Regions from separate parts of the Danio rerio genome. Here all the other regions are linked to region 3. Evidence: chromatin contacts called from public Hi-C and HiChIP or PLAC-seq data. All regions are on one chromosome and are shown on one strand. The core of a region is the stretch at or near the end of the contact, and the rest is flanking DNA. Distances in the headings are between cores, read along the strand shown. Region 1 holds the start of tle3b (TLE family member 3, transcriptional corepressor b). Region 2 has its middle 17 kb from the start of tle3b. Region 3 overlaps LOC141375393 (a long non-coding RNA gene).

What was found. A called contact is a pair of places that touch in the nucleus more often than the background predicts. HiChIP or PLAC-seq counts read pairs in DNA pulled down with a chosen protein or histone mark.
Region 1: an H3K4me3 HiChIP or PLAC-seq map of gastrula embryo shows a contact between it and region 3, with 5 times the contacts expected there. The contact joins the promoter of tle3b here to the enhancer-like site in region 3. A contact is called at or near these places in 6 of 18 Hi-C or Micro-C datasets (caudal fin, embryo, fibroblasts and 2 more) and 3 of 4 datasets of contacts at active chromatin or transcription factors (caudal fin, embryo and gastrula embryo).
Region 2: a contact with region 3 is called in a Hi-C map of embryo, with 1.9 times the contacts expected there. The contact joins two enhancer-like sites. A contact is called at or near these places in 1 of 18 Hi-C or Micro-C datasets (embryo) and 1 of 4 datasets of contacts at active chromatin or transcription factors (caudal fin).

Annotation. Positions count from the first base shown.
Region 1 is chr7:33,737,584-33,741,881 of GRCz12tu, forward strand. It overlaps tle3b (TLE family member 3, transcriptional corepressor b), which reads right to left and starts at 2,846. Exons shown (of 20, transcript NM_131780.1): 1 at 2,772-2,846; 2 at 1,996-2,096; 3 at 1,673-1,736. The coding sequence starts at 2,795.
Region 2 is chr7:33,755,607-33,759,719 of GRCz12tu, forward strand. No RefSeq gene overlaps it. Among named protein-coding and RNA genes, the nearest start is that of tle3b, 17 kb to the left of the region's middle. Within about 2 kb of position 2,420, at least 11 of the 62 cell types and tissues checked have an H3K27ac peak or open chromatin away from gene starts, as enhancers often do.
Region 3 is chr7:33,540,195-33,544,437 of GRCz12tu, forward strand. The region is part of intron 2 of LOC141375393 (a long non-coding RNA gene); the gene reads right to left. Among named protein-coding and RNA genes, the nearest start is that of paqr5b, 28 kb to the left of the region's middle. Within about 2 kb of position 2,142, at least 15 of the 62 cell types and tissues checked have an H3K27ac peak or open chromatin away from gene starts, as enhancers often do.

The DNA of each region.
Region 1 (4,298 bases), core at 1,596-4,095, 200 kb after region 3:
GCACCCAATGTATGTTTTACTAAAGCGTCCCAAGCACTAAAGTGTGCTGGGACGAGGATAATTGGCTGATTAAGTGAAGAGCAATGTTTATAAATCTGTCTCAACATTTTTTTTAGAGCCATTAACTACCTACAAGCATTCATGAAAGCAGCTGTATTAAACTAGTTACTAAATATGTTTACACAAAAAAAAAAAATAGCCAAAGATAAACAATTAATAATATATGATAATAATATAATATTCTACCCTTTCTCTCCCTTTTATAGTCTCCTTTTCATCTCTACACTGTAAACCCCAACAGTTAACTTTATTAAATGAAATGATTATAGTTATAATTGACAGAAAGTAAGTTCTACTCATTTGAAAAGAGTTTTGAACTTAGCGTTACGAGTTGATTAAATACCTCATTACTTCAACTTAAATGGAGTAAGTTCAAAGTACTCACATAGATTAGTTTAACTCAAATGGTTTGTCCCAATTGGTTTCCTTAAACAGTTTGAGCTGCCTTAACTTATTGTGTTTTACAGTGCTCAGTTGGTTTGAGTTCATTTATTGGGTTTTAACTGTGCTCAAATGGCTTCATTTACTCAAATAGAGTAAGTTCACAGTGCTCATTAGGATTAGCTTTTGAACTTAAATAGATTGTTGCAAACGGTTTACTCAAATGGTTATGGAGTTACCTTAATTTTTTTTTGTTTAACAGTGTATAAAAACGTTCCTAGTGAAAAGTTCCCTCATAGTTATCGGTCAGCAGCAGATAACAGCTTTACTTTAAACTCAAAATTACTGATCAGACTAAGTTCATTCAAACAGCCAGATTGCAAACATTTTTTTTTCTTAGAGCACGTCTGTGTATTTTATTTAGTTTATCTGGTAGTGGCCTTTTACCACTCAGCATTCCTCCGAAAAATAATATTTAACAGAGGTGCGGGCATGTTGAGTCAATATCTACTACACGTTCAAATAAGATAAGAGAGAGTAGAGCTCAGTTAACACTGTTCAACCTGTGCACTATTACATCATATCCTGGCGGAATTCAATTTCCACTCACTGCACTTCTAATAAGAGACAAACTAATATTAGTGCAATTCTTGAATTGCGCACAAAGGTCAATATTGAGTGAGGCTGCAATCATCCTGAAGGTTGATAACATTTCAGTTAGGTCATGTCTCTAGGTAATGCAAGACAAAAACAACTGTACATGTGCAAGAGTGTTGTTTTATTTTATTGGTTAGCAGAGATCACAAACAGCCCAATGAATATTCTTGTTTACATTTACTGAACGACATTACATTTCGTATTCTTATTTATTTTCTTGTATTGAACAAATTTAGTCAGAGAGCACTCTTGAAATGCTAAACTTGATTATCAAACTGAATTTGGCTACCTTTTCTTTCACTTAGACACTCAGCCCCTTAGGTCAAAGCGAACGGAACAAGCAGCAACACCTTGCCCAAAACACCCTCCAGGCATTTTACAACAAATAAAAACACCCACACTCCCCAACACTGATCCTTTAGTGCAATCAATGCAAACACCAACACAATAAATAGGGGTAGTGGACACTAAACATTAGCTCAGATAGCTGGCTGGTGGCCCTATTGATGTTTTCAAGGAACAAAAGATCAGCAGATTAAAAAAAAAAAAAAAAAAAAAAAAAACAAGCTCTTACCATAACATAATGCCTCTGCATCTCAGTCTTCTCATTGGCCAGTTTGTCGTACTCCACTTTAAGACTGTTAAGAGAGAGAAAGATCCAGAATGACTTCTTAGTGAATGCCAAAGCCACAGATCACATGCAACGTATTGGCTCACATCACAAACTACTGCTGATTTTACACGGATTTCCATGAAACCCCAAACATTAAAGCACTTTTCATATAGTGAAATGAAGGCACTATACTTGTAGTTCCTATGAACTCGAGGTTAATTTACACAAACCCTATTCTGATAAACACATGACACGCATACAGCTCAGCGAGCAGAGATATTTACCTGTGGTACTGAGCTTGAAGGAACTGAAACTCGTCTTTGATTCTGTCACAAGATTCTGCTACAGTGAATTTGAAGCCCGGCTGGCCAGGCTGGTGAGGTGCCTGAAAAATAATATCAATCATTTATGTGAACTGCTGCAAAGAAAAAGCATTATTAATACAGCCTAGCCACTGATGCAATATGCCATTACACCAACATTCCGTGTTTTCGGAATGTCACTATAGCTTTGACTTCCTACCACCATAACCAAAACAACCAACGACCTTCTCCATTACTCCTTTCAGAGCAGTCCGTGGGTCTCAGGTTTTACTTTCGCTGAGTGTCTGAACAAGTCACGGGTGTCAATAACACATTTCATGCTTCCTGATTTTCAGGGAAATGATATTTCATCGGAGCTGAACTGCGGTTTGTCAGAAGTGCCCAGGCGCTCCCTCGAGCTCGGCCTGCCGGTGGTTTTGAGACTCTGGTGGGAAAAGCCTCACACACTGAGCAGCGGTCGGCGTGACACAGACGGGTCACTGCGTCTAAACAGCCCCGGAGGAAGAAATAATAATAATAAAAGCAAACTAGCAGCTGATTCTCCTCCTCAGTTCTTTCCCGTACACATTTCCACTTTAAACTCACATGAAAACCAACGATAGAAGCAAGTTCCGCCTCGTTTAGTTTGAGCAGAAATAAAGGGCACACCGCGCGGCACAATAGTGCGCGAGCCCAGCGCTCGAGGAGCGCGTCTGTCGAGGACACAAAGCATCAATATCATAATTTATGATACTCACCGGATGCCGGCCCTGCGGATACATCTTGAATGTATCCCTTCCGAGGAGAAGATCCAGGGGATGTGGCGCTCTTCAGTAATCCGAGTAGATGAGAGAGAGCCCGTCCGTCACCCCTCCCAGCACTCGCGGACACACAAAGCCCGGTCCGTCCACCCGATGCACGCGCTTCTCCCGCTCCTGATCCCCGGTTTAACCCCTTTATCCTTCACACAGGCGAGGAGCAAGACAAAAACACAGCGCGTTGGTTCATTATCTCCAATAAGAGTCAAGCGTTCAGCTGCGCGTGTGCTGTAAACACAGAATAGTTGTGTCGAGCGAGGCAAACACACATTTGCTGCTTGTCATCTGCTCTGCGAGCTGCGACTAACAAGCTGCTTATGAGTCTTCTCGCAATAACAAGATTACCTGACTGCTGTTTGCTTGAATGTAACCAGACAAGATTACAGAACAATGTCAGAAATACAGCAATAGAAACCCAATCAATTCCTGGATAAATGGGTCAAACAGACTCTTTCTTTAGCTTGGTCTGGGATAAATATTCACGGCAGCAGCTTTGTAAACTACAAAACAGGAACAAAGCATGAAGAGTGCTTAATTGCTAAATCGACTGACTAAATTACGAGTGGATTGTTGTGAAAGTTATCTTCCGCGTTACCTTCAGTCTCCATAAAATCCCTTTCCGCGAAGGTAAATGCAGCAATAATTCCTTGCACCGAGGAAACGTCGAAGTCCTCCACTCGTGACCTTATACGATCAGTATTAGGCGCTGGTTGGGAATCAATCCCAACCCTAGAAGAAAAAAGCAGCGCCTAACAATCGCTTCGAGATTGTTTTCCTCTGTTAAGACTTGCTTGAACACAGTTCTCAGGGTGTTGATAAATTCTCCCAATCCCTATTTGATTGCTTGTTTAAAAATGGTTTGATGGCGAAAAGTTTGCCTCGTACGAGCCAGCCGCTCGCAGTCGCTTTGCCTAGTTTCTCCAACACTCGCAGTACCACACACAGACTGCCCACTGACACGCGGGCTCAACTACCGCGAGAACAACCGAACACGACCAATCAAATCTCGAACAGGACTTCAACGCATCCGACCAATCAGATATTAGATCCCACGTGGGGCACGTCCGTTTTGCGCGCGCTGATTGGCCAATAAACACCTGACCTCATGTTCGCCATTTTGGCTCTAAATAGGTTGCTTTCCCCGTAGACAAACAACTTACATGAGCGACGATTGTTCGAAGTCTAGCCACCAACTGAAATCTCAAGAGATAGATTGTAGCCTCAGAAATACATATTACAAAAGAAACTGCCTGCAATTTTGCTTCTATTCGCTGATTTACGAACATATATCTGCGTTTTAAAGGGAACCCCAGTCGTATGGAATCTGTTTATAATTACTTGCTCTTTTTATGTTCCCATCATGTTTAAATGTCATGATTTCAACAAACTGCGAATTTGTCCGTGATTTAAAAAAATGTGAGCAACTTGAGTCTAAACATCCTTCAAATGTCCCCCTTTGTCCCTTTC
Region 2 (4,113 bases), core at 1,170-3,669, 220 kb after region 3:
AAATACTGTACAAGTTTTGTTAATATATAGTTCATGTTAATAAATACATAAATGATCAATAACTTAATAAAATGTCTTGGTTAAGTATTGATTTCTTTTGTTCAACACAAAGAAAAATATTTTGAAGAATGTCAGAAGCCATTAGCCATTGACCCCCATGGTATTTTTTCACTCTATGCATGCCAATGGCAACAGGTATGCTTTAAAATAAAATTCTTTGGTGTTCAGAAAAAAAGTAATACGTGTTTGGAACCACTCCATCTTGAGTATATTTTCATTTCTTGATGAATTATGAATTATGAATGAATAGATTTATTATCCAGGCAGGCACAGGACATCAACATGACGTCAGATTGACGTTGTACCTCAACGTCGTGGGATGTTGCATTTTTCTTGAAATAAAAATTGTGTCGATGTCAAAATTCAACGTCAGGCTGACATCAATGACCATCGTCCCACCTAAAATCAACCAAATACCAACGTCTAATGATGTTACAGCTTGAAGTTTTGTGGATGTTAACACTATGACGTCTATAATACGTTGGACTTTGGTCGCCATATTTGACAAATACATGTCAGTATTTGACATCCATATGACGTTGGTTTAAGATGTTGGCTCGACATTCTATTTTGGTCACTTTCCAACACAACCTAAAATCAAATATCAACGTCATTTGAAAATGTTATTGAACGTCAAATTAACGTTGCCCTTAAACTCTGGCTATAGACATTAAATTTTGGTGACCTGACATAACAACCTAAATCTAACCTATTATAAACATCTTATAACATTGTGTACCTGCTGGGTAACCAAATAAAACTAGATACAAAAAGATGAAAACATCATATGTACATTTATAGTTATTAATCAGTGTTTACACTGTAAGGTGCATTAATGCGTTTGATGTGAACTAAACAAAGTAATAATACACACAACAGGGTTTCTTTGAAGTATCTATTGTTTTATCATTTATTATCCAGCATATTGTTTACACAACGGATGCCCTTCCAGTGACAACCCAGTACTGGAAAACACCCATATGTATGCAAAGATAAAATAAATGAGTTGTTAAAAATGAACAAACTATTGTTTAGAAATGTGTTGAAAAAAATCTCTTTTAAACAGAAATTGGGGGAAAAATAAACAAGGGGGCTAATAATTCTGACTTTAACTGCATACATTGGTAACACTTTACAGTAAGGTTCATTACTTAATGCATTTACTAACATGAACTAATCATGAACAACACTTGTACATCATTTATTATCATAATTGAACATTTACTAATGCATTATTAACATCCAAACTCATGCTTGTTAACATTAGTTAATGCACCGTGAGCTAACATGAACTCCCAATGAACAACTGTATTTTCATTAACTAATGTTAACTAACATGAAAAAATACTGTGGTAAATGTATTGTTCATCACTTGTTCATGTTAGTAAATGCATTAAGTAACATTAACTAATTAACCTTATTGTAAAGTGTGACCTATACATTTGTAGCTATAAATCAATGTGTACACTGTAAAGTGCATTAATGCGTTTGATGTGAACTAAACTGAAAGTAGAAACTCACAACAGGTTTTCTTTGAAATATCTATTGTTTCATCATGTCCTCTGGGATCTGTTATTACAACCAAACATTCTCCACAGGGATCAATGAAGTTCTGACGTATCCTAATTGTACTACAGAGAATTAACATGACCTCGTCACGGATAGCAACATTTATATAAAGTTTAAAGCAAGGTTCTTGATTATTGAAAAGCAACTAAAACTCAACGTCCCTTCCTTTCTTCCAGTACTCTGGCAATACTTAAATCATGGCTGCAGCATTTCTTTTATCTAACCTATACATGAATGACCGTGATCTCTGCTTGAGTGCTTTAAGAAAGCCCTAGCCGCCGTCTTGACCTAATGAACACCGCCGGAATAAAGCAGCCGTGCTGTATCTAATGCTCAGGTCTTAAGAGGTTTGTCCCCTTCTGTGAGGTGATGGTGTATCCGGGAATACAAAACGCTGTCTCTGTACTTCTCTATCAATGCTACTGCTTTATTCAGCTCACGTAAAGCTCTGCATTTTCCTTCTTCCTTCACAGCAGAAAAGCTTTTAAGTCTGTGTACAGTTCGCCGCCGGCCCTGAAAAGTGATGAGCGTGCCATAACCTGTTGCTTTTAGTGATTACCTTCCATTTGCATTATTTATACAGTAAAATCCTTTCGGTTGCTTTTTAAAGCATTATGTTAACAAGAAGAAAGAGTCACAGTAGCCACGGTTCGCTACCACAATAAAGAATTGATCTGAGCAGGATGGACTGCTTTTAACCTTCCTTTTTAAAGGCTCCATTAATGCACTCACAGAGAAGAGTGGCACTCCCAGCATGCACTGGTGTTAATGGCGCTGTGACAGAGGCCTGGGCGGACAGTCTGGAATGTGCGTCACTGACAGCCTACAACCTACGGGGTGTGAAATCTCTCTTGCTCTCTCGCAAACACACGCACACACACACAAACACAAATAACTCAACAGCATGAGGTGAAATGACTGGTTGCCATCACAAACAGAGAGAAAAGGAAACGGTTTCAAAGGTGAATTAAGGCAAGCAGATCCTGCAAACAGTCAAAACAAGAAAAGGTAAACATTGTAGACATTGTGTGTAAACCACAGTTGATGGATTGGCATTGCACGCTTGCTTTCATTATGAAGAAGACCGATGAATGTCACATTAGGGCGTAGCTGGTGTCATCGCTCAACGGTTATTTGGTAAATTCAGCCACAAATATGAGATGACACATGAACAAAGAACAAGATCAGAGGTATTAAATGAGATTATTCACATCCACACATCACTGCTGATGTAAGTTTCAACATAGACTGACGTGTGAGGAAAGGTTTTCAACACGTTTGTCAATATAGACGTAATCTATCTGAAAGGACTTCACAATTTATTCAGTTTCTGCGTCATTCAGAATTGAATTGAGAATACTTTTTTAATCAGAATTTAATTGAGGTGGCAAAAATGATGCAGATGAGGTACTGAAAACTGAAATATGAAAAAGATAAAAACAATGAAATATCTGTAGCAAGAATAGGATGAAAGACACACAGAATGATAAACCGAATGATACACTCACTCTTAGGAAAAATGGCTCTAAACAACAAAGTAGGGGTCCACAGCTTCTAACAATATCCTTACCCTTTTTGGTGCTAAACAGTACCTTTTTTATTATGTTCCACAAATAACCATTCTTTGATAGTGCTGTAGGGCCTTAAAATTATATGTTTACTATTGCAAATTTTAGTATTAATATTAGGAATAAGCCATTTTTTATTAATATTAGAATTATTAATATTAATTTTACATTAATTAATATATGATCTACATTTCCTGATCTCATTTAAATGAAATGCTTTAGATTTTTTTTACTTTAAAGTTTAAGCTTTTATTTGTGACCCTTGACCACAAAATCTGCGTCTTATGTTATGAGTATATATTTGCAATAGTCAAAAATGCATTGTTTGGATCTGAATAAAGAATTCATCCTTTTTTGTACATTTTTAATACTTTAAATATTTGATTAATATTAGAATTGTTGATATTAATTTTATATTAATTAATGTATTATAACATTATTATAAGTATATTATTTTTCTATTATCATCATTGTCATCATCATTCATTCATTTATTTACCTTTATTTTACTCCAGGGGTGCCCAATCTTTTTCTTGTTTAGGGCCAAAAAATAGAACTTAATTTGAGGGTGGTGGGCCAAAGGTAAATACACCAATCTTTATCAAATAAAGTCGCAATGAATAGTTTCCTAATTTATTTGGGAAATGAAAAAATGAGTAGAGAACATTTCTTTAAATTATCGAATGCAGTATAATTTAAAAAAATTTATAATGAACTTATTAAAGTAGTTCTTTTGACTACAGTCAAGCTGAATCTGATTTGCTCGCAGATGTCTTCTGCATCGTCAAGTGACAGTATTTACTTTTTTAAAAAAAAAGTAATTCTCATTAGATTATAAGTAGGGTTAGGGTTAGGGTAACTTGACATGTACTTGCAAAGTTTTTTATAGTCAGTTAAATGTCTGTTGAAGGAGCTG
Region 3 (4,243 bases), core at 892-3,391:
ACCCAGTTTTAAGATCCATTCATAGTTTAAAAGACCAACTTGTTTTTGATTAATGTGTGAATCTGGCGCTCTCCTCTGTGTGTTTTTCTGCATGTGTCTCACTTCCTCCCCCATCCTCTCTTTTTTGTCACATGGTTTACTGTGCACACACTCTGACTGATGCTGTTTGCTCAGCATTCTCTGTTTTGTTGGCAGAAGATGACAAATGTCAAAGCAAATTGTGAAAGGCAAACACACAGGCTGACAAAAGCACACATCCACACACATCTGACAGTATACTTTAGTGCCCCGTTAAGAAGGCCTTGTTGGAGGAGATTTAACTGCTCTTCTCACACTCACACTTTCAACTGTGAAATGAGAGCTTGAGATACGCTTGTTTGTTTTTGCACAAAAAGCTTTGAAACTGATCACAGCTGGATGCCATTTAAAAGAAACAAACCGATCCGAATTAAAATGGTGGAAATTCTTGATTGCAACCTCTGATAAATGAGGGCAATTATTTGTGGATCCAGGACCAATCTGATTTCTGAGGTTTGTAATTCAAAATGGTATCAGCAGGGGGCAGCACAGGACAATGTTTGTTCTCCTGTTTTAAACAGTCACCAACTAAACATAAAATTGTTGCATTTATGTACAGTTGAAGTCAGAATTTTTAAGCCCCCCGAATTATTAGCGCCCCTGTTTATTTTATCCCCAATTTCTGTTTAATGGAGAGAAGATTTTTTTCAACACATTTCTATAATATTTTTAATAACTCATTTCTAATAACTGATTTATTTTATCTTTGCCATGCTGTCTGTAAATAATATTTGACTAGATATTTTCAAGACACTTCTATACAGCTTAAAGTGACATTTAAAGGCTTAACTAGGTTAATTAGGTAAACTAGGCAGGTTAGGGTAATTAGGCAAGTTATTGTATAACAACGCTTTGTTCTGTAGACTATCAAAACAAAATATTACTTTAAAAGGCTATTAATTTTGACCTTAAAAAATTAAAAACGGCTTTTATTCTAGTCAAAATAAAATAAACAAGACTTTCTCCAAAGAAAAAAAACATTATCAGACATACTGTGAAAATGTCCTTGCTCTGTAAAACATCATTTGTGAAATATTTCAAATAATAATAATAAAAATCAATGGGGGGCTAATAATTCTGACTTTAAATGTAGTTATTTTATTGTTAATGAATAAAATATAATATTATGAAACAAATTCTAGTATTATAATATATTTTTTTTAATGTTATTAAACTTTCAAAAGCAAAATTGTCCAGACATTTAAATTCTGAAGAATGTCAACAAAATGTTTTTGTTTTAGCTTAAGAGCAGTTAAGAAATCAATATTTAGTAGAAAAAATTATTTCAATCTAATCAACAAATGAAAAGACTTCTTGTTTTGACTAATTGTCATTTTCATGTATCATGTGACATTAAAGTTGGTAATGATGTTGAAATTCAGCTTACAATTTTAGTACCCACAAGACATTCACACAAAAAACTTTCAAAAATTAAATAATATTCAGTGTTGGACAAAAAATAAGATTATAATATATTATTTGATGTTTGTTTTATTTCCCCAACACAGTATTTCACAATATTTCTGTTTTTACTGTACTTCACATAAATATACACAGTAAAAACTCTGTTAATTAACCGTTTTTGTGTTTTCTGTTTGTTTGTGGTTGCTCCATCGACTTTTGATTTGGAAATGTATCTCTACAGTTCCATAATGGTCCCATAATGCATAAAACATGAATCACAAAAAAAGAAAAACTGCTATTTTACGGACAGTCTTTTTAGCCTTGAGAAGCAAAAGAGACTACTTTCAAAACATTAAAAAAAGATAATGTTTTCAAAGTTTTTATTGCCAGCCTGCATATTATATATTATGTAATATACATAGACAGACAGATTGATATTTCCCTTTCCCATACTAATAGGTGGCAAATATCCCAATTCATCTTCAAAGTCCATATTCATGACATGCAGGAAGCGACATCCTGTCATGTTTGATCAGGGAACAGGGAAACAGCTGTCAGTTCCTCCTCAGCTCCACAGTCTCACTGTTCCAAGACCTCCTTGTAATAATATTGACCTTCCCTGTACTGTTTACTCAGGCTGCCTTTAAACACAGCAGCAGCAAATATCACACCGGGCCGCCGCGCCATTTCACTCTCACGCTTGCTAATTACTGCCTAAATACCCTCTTATCTCCCTGCGCTGCCTGTTTGTGTTAGTGCACGACACACACATTTGGCCACTTCAACATCCACTGAAGCATTGTGATAAATATGACTGATTGGCTCTTCTGTGTCTGCCAGCTGGGTGTTTCATTTCTCGTGTTTTTGAGGGGTTTAGCAAGTGAATTGGGAGACGACCGACAAATGATGTGCTAGATGAAATTTCAAAAACAACAACTGTAATGAAGCTGCTAATAACAGGCCTATGCCTCATCTATTACCCCTAAGGTAAAAACAGCAACATATATTTCAAAATACACAAATAACAGCCCCAAAAAATGTTTGCTAAACATAAATTTTAAGAAAATATATTTACATAAATACAGTTTTTACAGCCACATTTCTTGGACATTTTTGAATATTTATGAAAAAAAGTTCTAAATATATTTAAAAGCACTGTATTTGCCTAAAAATACATTAACATAACATGGGAAGGAAGTTTTAATTTGATGAATAAAATATGTGAAGCAAGGAACATATTTATTTATTTATTAAAATCTCTTCTTGAATTCTAATGGACAAAACTAAAAAATTTTGAAATGAATTTTCATTAGAATTTTGTTCGGAAAAAACGTCCATAAATATACATAACAGTTCAATACAAATGAACCGTCCACATTCGCTAAGAGTTTTTTTTTTTTCTCGTAGAGCGAACTAGGTAAATGTGAGATGAAAATTCAAATTAAAAGTCTTTCTGCAGCTGTGCAGAAAAAAGACAATTTACAAATGAATAATTTTGTTGTTGTTGTTGTTAATAATATAAAGAATAATGTTATTATTGGTGTTATTATTATTTTTGTTGTTGTTGTTAGGATTAGAAATACTGAAACCTTTATTTTTTCAAGTGTGGATGTCTGAGATTAACTCAAAGTAACACGTTGGCAGAAGATATTTTGGGTTGCAAAATTTTGCTAACAAAACTAAGCTTTTTAACTTAATGAAGAAAATTTTGATTTAGGTTATGTAAATATGTTAAATGTAGTTATACAGACATTTTTGTCTGTATAAGATTTTTTGCCAAACTAAGAAGATTTTTGCCAAACTAACAAAAAAAAAAAAAGTAATTTCAACTTTTTTTCAAGCTGTATTTTTTACAGGGTAATTTTAAGCCTTACACTATTTTTAGGAATTATTTGAAAAACATTTTAGCCAGAAATGGGTTATTAAATGCTAACAACGAGTATGTTTTATTTATTTTATTTGTTTGTTTAATTAAAAGGGACAATACACCAAACACTGTTATACAAAGACAATTAATGTTAGTACATAGGGCATATAGCATAAAGCTAATTTGCAGCCCTCGTCTCTGGTTAGGCTTTACATAATAAAAATAAAAAAATCAACAAATAAAAAACATTCTAATAATACAATAGACATGTACTGTGCATTGTAACATAAGGTGGACACTGACAAAGGAAGTGCATATCCAAATGCAGGTTTATTAAACAGAGATGGTCTGGCAAGCAACGGTCAACACAGGGGCAAACAGATGTATACATGCATTCCAGGGTCGTGGTCATGCAACAGGCAGATGATCAAAAGGCTGGAGGCAGACAACACAAATAAACAAACAAAACAAAGCTAGGGTCAAACACAGCCAGGCAAGGCAAGGCAAGACAAGGCATATGCGTCATAATGTTTAAGCGTAATCAGTTCAACAAGACTCAGCAATAATGTGTGTGTGTGTGTGTGTGCTGTCTTTATAGCCCGTTTGATTCATTCTGAATAGCTTCAGCTGTGTGTTTGCAATCAAAAGTAAACCAGAACAGGTGTCAGAGTACAGGTAGTTCTCCAGCGTTCAGTGTGTTTATCAGCAATCTGCAGCTACTAGATCGCTGGTGATCATAACACATTTACAGAGCCACAAATGTAAGTCAATCTACATACTAAACCAAAATGTAGACCTGACCAATCTGAAATGAATCATACTGATTTCAGCCATTGTTTCAGCTTTTCAGAAAGAACTGGGTGTTCTGATTGTAACTTTAAATCAACAGGATTG